2 separate regions of the Macaca mulatta genome follow, and region 2 is linked to region 1. The links are chromatin contacts, called in public Hi-C maps. All regions are on one chromosome and are shown on one strand. Each heading gives the region's core, a stretch centred on a gene start, on an enhancer-like site or on the middle of the called end of the contact. The rest is flanking DNA. Distances are from core to core; before and after follow the strand shown.

The links. A called contact is a pair of places that touch in the nucleus more often than the background predicts.
Region 2: a contact with region 1 is called in a Hi-C map of blood, with 6 times the contacts expected there. The contact joins the enhancer-like site here to the promoter of MOSMO in region 1. A contact is called at or near these places in 6 of 14 Hi-C or Micro-C datasets (CD4 T cells, blood, cortical neurons and 3 more).

Annotation. Positions count from the first base shown.
Region 1 is chr20:21,463,775-21,468,775 of T2T-MMU8v2.0, forward strand. It overlaps MOSMO (modulator of smoothened), which reads left to right and starts at 3,571. Exons shown (of 3, transcript NM_001260737.2): 1 at 3,571-3,705. The coding sequence starts at 3,600.
Region 2 is chr20:21,648,603-21,652,939 of T2T-MMU8v2.0, forward strand. It overlaps SDR42E2 (short chain dehydrogenase/reductase family 42E, member 2), which reads left to right. Exons shown (of 13, transcript XM_015125776.3): 12 at 1,833-3,292; 13 at 3,585-3,642. The coding sequence ends at 2,087. Among named protein-coding and RNA genes, the nearest start is that of TRNAL-UAG, 5.8 kb to the right of the region's middle. Within about 2 kb of position 2,914, at least 37 of the 40 cell types and tissues checked have an H3K27ac peak or open chromatin away from gene starts, as enhancers often do. A contact at or near this core is called in CD4 T cells, blood, cortical neurons and 2 more, where this site is marked.

The DNA.
Region 1 (5,001 bases), core at 2,321-4,820:
CTTGATTCTCAAAGGCTCTCTAATAAACTTCCTGCACACTAATCAATAATCGCATTTCTGAGTCAGCTCAAAGGGAACCAATCCATGAAACCAACTGAGATTTGAGCCCAGGCGCAAGCTGCTAACTCTGGATTTAGTTTCTTGTGTCTTCTCTAACCCCAGAAACCTCAGGTACACACGTGTGGTGCATCCACCATGCTCTTGGCCCACGTGGTAAACCTAACCCCTAGGGAGACAGTGTGTTTATTGTCAGGCTGAAGATACTCCTTAAAGAGAAGAGTGATCACACAGTCCCTTCCACAGCTTTGCATGCGGTCCCATCTGGATTCAGCCTCTTCTGGCCAAGGCCTATCATCCATCACAATAAAGCATGCCATGCTCACGGCCCTTTAACAGCTGCAGAATGGCTATTTATGACTTCGGGCTGCACAGCATAGCTCCCTCCTGGAAGCGTTCTATGTTCTTCTGGGTCCCCAAGGCTTTCTGCCATAAGGAGTCTTGTGGCTCATTTCTGAAAAGTCCCAGCTGCTCTCCTTAGGGGTGGGTGAGAGGATGGGATGCTTCTGTCACTGAGTCCAGGAGTCTTGTTAGGCCAGATGGGGGAAAAAGGCCCAGAGAGGTAACATGGCTTTCCCAAGGTCAAGTAAGTAGCAGGGCAGGAACTAGAACATAGTTATGGATTCTCTCTGCTTCACTACATCACCTCTCCCAAACCCTTAGAGTTTGCCTCTACTAAAATCTAGACTGAGATACAGAGAAGGGAACTGATCTGTCCCGCAGATCTCAGAGACTGGGGACTTTGAAACACCAGCCAGGCACGGTGGTGTGGGCCTGTAGTCCCAGCTACTTGGGAGGCTAAGGTGGGAGGATCACTTAAGGCCAGGAGTTCAAATCCAGCCTGGGCAACATAGACCATATCTCTTAAAAAAAAAAAAAAAAAGAAAAGAAAGAAAGAAAGAAAAGAGATATAGGGATAAAAACATGGATTAATGGGAAATCTGTAAACAGTTTGGCCCCTGCCAATCCCACCTCCCATTCTGGATGGCAGGAAGGGATGGGATAGGTAACTATTCTCTGTACTGATGTGCAGCCATTAATATGATAAAAATGTTTTAAATTCTTTTAACTCAATACTGGTTGTTCTTGTGCTTTAATCTTAGACCCAGAACCATTTGTAGAGGGTAAAAGGAAGAACTGTATTATTTATTTATTTTATTTATTAGAGACAGGGGTCTCACTATGTTGTCCAGGCTGCTCTTGAACTCCCGGACTCAAGCAATCCTCCCACCTCAGCTTCCTGAGTAGCTGGGATTATAGGTGCAAACCACCATGCTTGGCTACTTGTATTTATTGTAAACACAAGAACCCAATCATCATCATTCTGTTCAGCTGGAGTTAGAATAGGTGCAAACTGTCCTAACATTCAGCCCTAGGATTCTTTTAAGCTGGCCAGCAGAAAACATCAGTGGATATTATCTGGGAATTTAGTCCTGTATAGTTACAGTTTCTTCTATCACTGGGCAATAGAAAATCCCAACAAGAAGCCAAGAATATGACTCAATTAAACTTCTTCAGAACTTATTAAAAAAAAAAAAAAGAAGAAAAGAAAAAAGAAACTGAAGACTATTGCAGTAATGTGATAAGGATTATATCTGGATCCTTGGAGTATATGTATTATCTTGTGTTAATTTCTGTGGCAGAGGAAAAATAAATTGTATATTAACAAAAAAAATCCTTTCCCCCAAGAGACCAATGTTTGGACAGAAAAGTCAATATAGACCAGCAATCAAACCCTTCCTTCTCCAAGCTATGTAGTGACACTGATAACTCTGTGCACATTTCTGCAAGGCTGTTGGATTTGGTGGAATTTGAAACCTTCTGAATTTTGTGGACATGTAAGCATTCCAAAAATAGAGACAGATGTCACTCTTCTAGGTCTTTCTAGAGACGACCTACGTGGCATTTAAGGAGAAAATGAGTGTTTCATCTCCATTTGCTGCACAGAGTACCATTAGGGAGAGCTGAATCCAACTTCAGGGTTAGTGGTGATTCGGCCCATGAGCTGTGGAAGAAAAGAAAACTCCATCACAGCATAATTTGCTGACAAATTATGCAAATGCCTTATTTTTCCTGTTTATTCATCCAACTTAAGACGGTGGACACACAACTCAGTAAACAGGATCATAACACCAGGTTGCTCAGGTCAAAAGCTTATTCTTGAGTTCTCTTTCAACTCCTTCCCCATTATCAGCAGGTCCTTCTCTCTATCCACAGAACATCCAAATCTGTCCATTCCTCTCCATCTTCACTACTCTCAACCTAGCCAAAGCTACACTTCTCTCTCGAGGACTACTTGGCCGCTTAACTGGCGTCCCTGTTGACATCTTTGCCTCTCCCCCATACAAGCTACACTATCGATCTTCACAGATGAAGTAAGATCATGGGATTCTCCTGCAAACACCCTCCACTGCCTTCTCATTGCACTCAGAACAAAATCCAAGGCCCCCAAAGTCCTACACCTGGCCTCTGCCTACCTCTTGTCATACTACTCTCCTGCCACACATGCCATTTTGCAATACCCTGGACGCGCTGATCTCTTTCTGCCCCCCTCCCCTAATGATCTTTGCACTGGCTGTTTCCTCTGTCTGGTCCTGCGCCAGGTCTTCAAAGTGCAGGTCTTTATGAGCATGATGGTCTCAGCGGAAATGCATCCTTCCTTATCGCAGGTATCGCCCCGACTCCCATCACACTGACCTCCATTGAATTCAGGGATCTGCACCTGAAATTATCTTTATTTTGCAGACAGGTTCTTAATGTGTTTCTGTCTCTTCCCACCAGAACATGAGCTCCCCGAGAGCGGGCGCCTTGCCTCTGTCCACTCCAGTACCTCTGCACCTACAGCGCCTGACGCAGAGGGGGTGTCGAGAGCTATTTTCTAAATGGGGCAATCCTGTGAGCTGACAGCCGCGGAAAGGGCAATGAGAATACAAGGTGACAGGGACCGCGCGGGGCCCGGAGTCGCTCGGCGGGAGTCGGGGCCCGCCTCCTGCTGGAAGACGGGCGGCTCCCCACTCTCATTCGAGTTTTGCTTCTGAGGGGCTCAGGAGCGGCCGCAGCCTGTGCCCAGTCATCAACAACGACAACAATCTTATGAGTGGGCAGAAAGCCAAGAGGTGGTGTGGCTTGCCGGAAGAGACCGGGACCTGGGCAGGGACCGGAGCCGGGCCGGTCGGGTCCGGGTCCAGAACGTCGAAGCGGGCAGTGCGGGGAGGGGCCCAGGGCGGCCGGCCGAACCTGGAGGACGAAGCGAGCGTGCGGCTGCCGGGGAGCCGGCACCGGCCTCGCCAGCGCCCAGGCTTCGCTTCCGGGTGAGGGGCGGGCGGGCCGAGCAGTTCCGGGGCGGGCGGCGGTTCCGTCTGTGCGGGCCGCGCCGCGGCTGCTGGTCCCGGGCGCGCGGAGGGCGCGAGCGGCGCGCGGGGGCCGAGTGGGCGCGAGGCAGCGGCGCGGGGACTCCGGGCCCCGGCGGCGGCCCATGGGGCGGGAGGCGTGAGGCCGCTGCCTGTCCGGGGCTCGGGGGGTGGGGGGAGCGGGGCGGGGAGATGGATAAACTGACCATCATCTCAGGATGTCTCTTTCTGGCTGCCGATATCTTCGCCATCGCCAGCATCGCCAACCCGGACTGGATCAACACCGGGGAGTCTGCGGGTGAGCGGCAGGCGCGCGGGGCCGGGCGGGGGATTGGCTGAGGGCGACGCGAGGCAGGGGAGACCCGGACTGAGGGGAGGACGGGGTGGAGGGTCCCGGCCGGGGGCTAGCCTGAGGAGACCTGGGGCGGAGGGGAGACCCGGGCCCCGGAGGAAGGGGATAGAGAAGAGGAAACCGCCGGGCGCCAGCGGGACCCCCGGACTCAGGGGAGAGGCGCCCCAGGCTGGGTGAAAAGTGGCCGAGGAGACCTGGGCTAGGCTGGCGAGTCCCGGACCGGGGAGGAGGGGAGCAGCCCTCCCATGTGAGGGATCGCAGAGGAACCAGCTTCGTTCTGGATTAAAAAAAAAAAAAAAAGTCAAGGTGGCAGACGGGAGGAAAGTGAGGCTCCTGCAAGGAAATTAGAAACCAGGCGGAGAGGCTGGGGCTGGGAGTGAGGCAGCCTGCGGGGCAGTGCGGGAGCCACTAGAGAGCTGGTGGGCGAGAGGAGGCCGAGAGGGGTCAGGTCCGACTCCAGACCTTCTACCACCAGAGGAAGCTGCGGCCGGGGCTGAGCCCGGGCTGTGGGCGCTGACCCCACCAGGCAGGGTGAATGGTAGGTGTTGGAAGAGCTGGTGGGATTGGTGGGAGTGGGGGGCGCCGGATTGGAGCCCCTCTACACCCCCGCCCCCGCCCATCTTCTGCCCGCTTGGCAGTGTTTGAGACGCTTGTGGCTTCGGATTTTCCCTTTGAAGTGTGTATGTGGTTATAATTTTGCTTTATTTTAGGCCCGGGAGCTATAATACTACTAATAATAAACCTCATTTTATGGAGCGTCTTTCATTCCAGCGCATCACAAAAACGCTGGAGAGATCTTAATAGTAGTTACAAAATTAAATAACACATCAGAGTTGCAGACAGCCCGGCAGCGAGAGCAGTGCTTGCTGTAACACCACGGAGCTGTGGGCGGGAGAGGCAAGGTGGTGCCCTCGGGAAAGAGGCGGGCATCTTTCTGAAGGGTACCCCAGGTGAATGCGCTTCCAAGATTTTTCTCAGCTTGGGCCACTTCTTTCCCTGCTACCTCTCCTTCCTCCGCTCTTCCGCCTCTCTTTCTCCCCCTCTCCCAGACCTGTGAGACCAAACCTTAATTAATGTAAACAGCTGTCAGGAGAGCTGCTCCGATTTAAGGAATGGTCTTGTTTTTTAACTGCTTGTTCAGTGCAGGTGAAGGAACTATTGGAGGGTTGGGAATGTCAAGCTCCCTACGTGGATAATTTCTTGTAAAAATGTGGCCGGACGCGGTGGCTCACGCACTTTGGG
Region 2 (4,337 bases), core at 1,664-4,163, 180 kb after region 1:
GAGTGGAGAATGGGCCACAGAAAGAAGTAGTCACCTATGGCTTCTCCTTTGAACTATCCGGATCAGTAGAGGAGAGAATAAGATGATACCATCTCTTGAGTGGTGACAATATGCCAGGCACTGTGCTTTATGTCATTTAACTGAGTTGTAGACGCCATTGTCCTCTCCATTTAGAGAGGTGGAAGTGAGACACACAGTGAAATAACCTGCCCGTGATCACACACTTAAATGGTAGAGCTGGGACTTGAACCCAGACCTCAGTGATTTCAAGCTTAACCATTAGCTTGTGAAAATGCATCAGGAATCACATCCATAAAATAGCTGCCAGGGTGCAGCTGAATTGTGGTCAGGCAGGGACTTGGCTCCTCTCCCTCTTCTTTAAGTTGGGGATTTCCTTGTTCAGTTCAGGGGCAGTGTCCTTAACTGTGGAAGTTCCTTGGCTGTGGCTCGGGTACCCTCTGCTGGTCAGTCTGTGACACACCAACCAGCCCTCCAGTTTGACTTTATAGCCTTTAACGCATTTAACATGTATTCAGCATCTCCTGTGGTACCAGGCACTGTGCTGAGCAATGGAGGCAAGAAGACATAGTCCTTGCCCTCGGGGAGCTCCTAGTCCAAAGGGGAAGACAGCCCACGAACCAGGCAACTCAACACTGTAATTAGAGCCACTTTTGGGAAAATCGCGAGAAACTCCAGTGCACACAGAAGGGGCGCCTAAGCCAACTCTGAGGAAGTCAGAGAAAGCTCCCCAGAGGAGGTGACATCTAGTGTGTTAGGGACCCTGCTTATCTAGCATAACTCAGCTCCTGTGCTCCCCAAAGCTCTGCACTTAATGACTGAGACAAAAACGGACAAACACTGGTCTTTCTCCTCACCCCCCATTAAGCATCCAAGACCACAGGTTTGACCCCAGGGGCTGTTTCAGTGCCATGGGAGAATCCAGCAGCTGGTGGATTATTCCCCAGGGTCTGGCTGAGGCACAAGAGAGGAAGAAATGAGTCAGCTGGGAGAGCATCTTCAGATGCCAGCACAGCAGGGAAGAAATTAGGCTAGAACCTGGCTCCCCTGTGTGACCCCGGGCAAGTCACTCAACCTCTCTGATCTTTTTCCAAGTATGCACAGAACAGATAGTGCTAGTACCACCTGAGAGGATTAAATGAGGTAGGGCATAGAAAGGATTTAGCCCAGGCCAAGTGCAGGGTGTGTGTTCCTCAACTGATAGCTATCATTACTACCCTTGACACCAGTGGGCCCCAAGCCATCTGGCAGCAGGGGAAACACAGCTTAGACCCTAGAGAGTAATCAGTTCTGCATAATCGAATTCCTCTCTTAGGGAAGCTTAGTTAATCAGTGAGGGCGTGAAGGCTGCGACTGGGGCCCGCCTGGCCACAGTTGGTCTGGGGTTGGGAGCAGGAAGCCAATGTCGTTTCCTGGAGATGTTTCTGGCAGGCGTTCACCGTCTCCTAGCGGATGCCTAAGAATGTATCAAGGGCCTCCTGAGTCCTAGCACCGTGCTAGGCCGGGAAGATGAGTGTAGGGGTGAGACCTTTCCTTCTTAGGGGACAAGGAGTTAAATAAGGTGCAAATTTAGCGGGGCTGAAGGGGGCGACGCAGAGGTGGCACCCTCCAATAAAAATGAAGATGGAAGGAAGAAATGAAAACCTCTCTAATGAGGGCATCACAGGAGCAAGACGCTGTCCTCGGGTCCTTTTAAATCACTGTGCAATGGAGGGGAAATCCCTGCCCTCTCTTTTCCCTTTCCGTAAACAACGAGGTAGAGGATGCCCCCCTCCCACGAGCCCCGCCCTCGGATGCCCCGCCTGTCCCCGCAGGTGCGCAGCGTGGCCGTGACGCACACCTTCCAGATAGCCAAGGCTCGCGCCCAGCTTGGCTATGCGCCCGACAAGTTCAAGTTCGCCGATGCAGTGGAGCTATACGTGCAGTCCACTACACGGCGGCCCCGCGGCTCCACGGCGCGGACCCTCCTGCGGCTGCTGCTCGGGCTGCTGCTGTTCCTCGGCTTGCTCGCCCTGGCCCTGCACTTCCTAGGCCTGCAGCCTCTGCACTCCTCCGTGGAGCGCCTGTGACCGCCCGCCGCCCGCCGCCCGCCGCCCGCCGGGGTCGGCACTGCTGCACCCTCTCCCACCCGCGGCTCCCTGGGCTAGTACCAGCCCCTGCCCCGCCTTCTGGGTTTGAGCGCGCCTCTGCTCCGCCCCTTGACTCCTAGCCACGCCCCTGAGCCGCCCTCCAGACCTAGCCCCGACCCCCGAATCCTGGCGACGCCCCTGACTACTCCCAGACTTTGCCTCCCGCCCCTCCTGTGTTTTGGCCCCGCCCCCGCCCCGCCCCGCCCTCCGAAGTGGGCATGCTCCCCCTCCACCCCCTGAATCCTGGCCACGCCCCTGGTCGGCCCCGACACCTAGCCCCGAATCCCTTTCCATGTTTTGGCCGCGCCCTTGACCCGCCCTTCAAATTGGGCACGCCTCTTCCCCGCCCCCTGACTTCAGGGCCTAGTCCTGAGCCGCTCTCCAGGCCTAACCCCGCCCCATGTCATAGCCACGCCCCTTCCCCCTCCATGTTTGGGCACGCCTTCTGAGTCTTGGTCACACCCCCGCCCTGCCCTCTGAGTCGTGCCTACGTCCATGTCCCTCCCTCCAAGCCCTGGCCCTGCCCCTTTTTTCCTCCCTCCGGCCTGCCCCGGTTACTGACATGGGCCAAGGCTCACAGCCTCCTCCGCCTTCTGGACCTTCTCCTAGTCTCTGCCCAGTTCCGGTCCGCCCCCAGATTCTCCCTCGTTCTGGTTTCGCCCCTTTTCTGGTCCTCCCCGCACGCTTGAGCCCCCTTGGCTTCTCCTTTTGGGTCTGGCCTTGCTCCTCCCTCTGGGTCCAGTCCCGCCCTTCTCGCGTGTAATTGGGTCCTGGCCCTGCCCCCTCCCTTTCTGGCTTCACCCCTTTCCAGGTCCGCCTCCTGGGTGGGTTCTCCCCAGAGCCTGGCTGCCGGGTCGCTATGGGCTAATGCAGTCTGGGGTGGAGTTGATATGAGTTTGCGCCGTCAGCTGCTGCTCTGTCTGGTAACACTGCTTTCGATCTCCCCGACCCAGTGTTCTGGGCTTCTCATTCACACAGATCTGTGTTGACAGCCAGGGCTTGGGGGAAAACCAGGACGCAAGCTTCTGCCGAGCCCGACTTGGCCTTTTTGGGTTCCTGTCTGAGGATGACAGCATATTAAGCACAGGTTTTAGTACCCGAAAGAGCATCAAAAAATTAAAAAAAAAAAAAAAAAAAAAAAGAGGGCCGGGCGCGGTGGCTCAAGCCTGTAATCCCAGCACTTTGGGAGGCCGAGGCGGGCGGATCACAAGGTCAGGAGATCGAGACCACAGTGAAACCCCGTCTCTACTAAAAAAAATACAAAAAATTAGCCGGGCGCGGTGGCGGGCGCCTGTAGTCCTAGCTACTCAGGAGGCTGAGGCAGGAGAATGGCGTGAACCCAGGAGGCGGAGCTTGCAGTGAGCCGAGATCGCGCCACTGCACTCCAGCCTGGGCAACAGCGTGAGACTCCGTCTCAAAAAAAAAAAAAAAAAAGAGAACTTTTAAAATAATTGGATGTCTCGATGAAGTACCAATAAAGCTATAATGGGAAAAATAGAGTTTAGTTGGTTGCATTTTATGATTTAGTACTATTTCTATTTACTAATTAGAGGTAGTGGTGATCACCATAATCTTTAAAGTTTAAGGTCACAAAACTTCTTAATCTAGCCCTGCTCTCCACAGAAACTTCGCCCCCTATCATCTTGGTGTCAGTTATCAGTTGTGAGTACCAAGACATCAGTGTGTCAGTACAACCAGGTATAGATCGTAGTATGCACACGTGGGACTGGCAGAGAAGAAAAGCATCACAAGGCTGAGGTGGAGGGGATGGAATGGGCTCATCAGAACCAACATGGCCACAGCAGCGTGTGTCCCACTCTGCTGAACAAGGTGGGCAGTTTGGGATGGAGCTAAAAAAAAAAACTGTATGCTGCTCTCTGCTAGGCTGAATTGTAGGTGTGTATATAATTTTTGAAAGATCAATAATAATCCTTTATGTTTATTTAATGCTCGACGGTGTGAAAGGGCTTTCATCTATATGATCTTGTTTAATTCTTACAGCCACTCTTAAATAGGATTTATTATTCTCATTTTATAGATGACGGAAACTGGGGCTTTGTCTCATTCCAAAGAGCAGAGGAGGGTGGGGGTTTCTGTTCTACAGCTGTGGGAATTTGGAGGAGCACCGCCTAAGCCCCCACTGGCCTAAACACAACACGTGGTAACTTCTATTTTTCTACACCCTGGCCA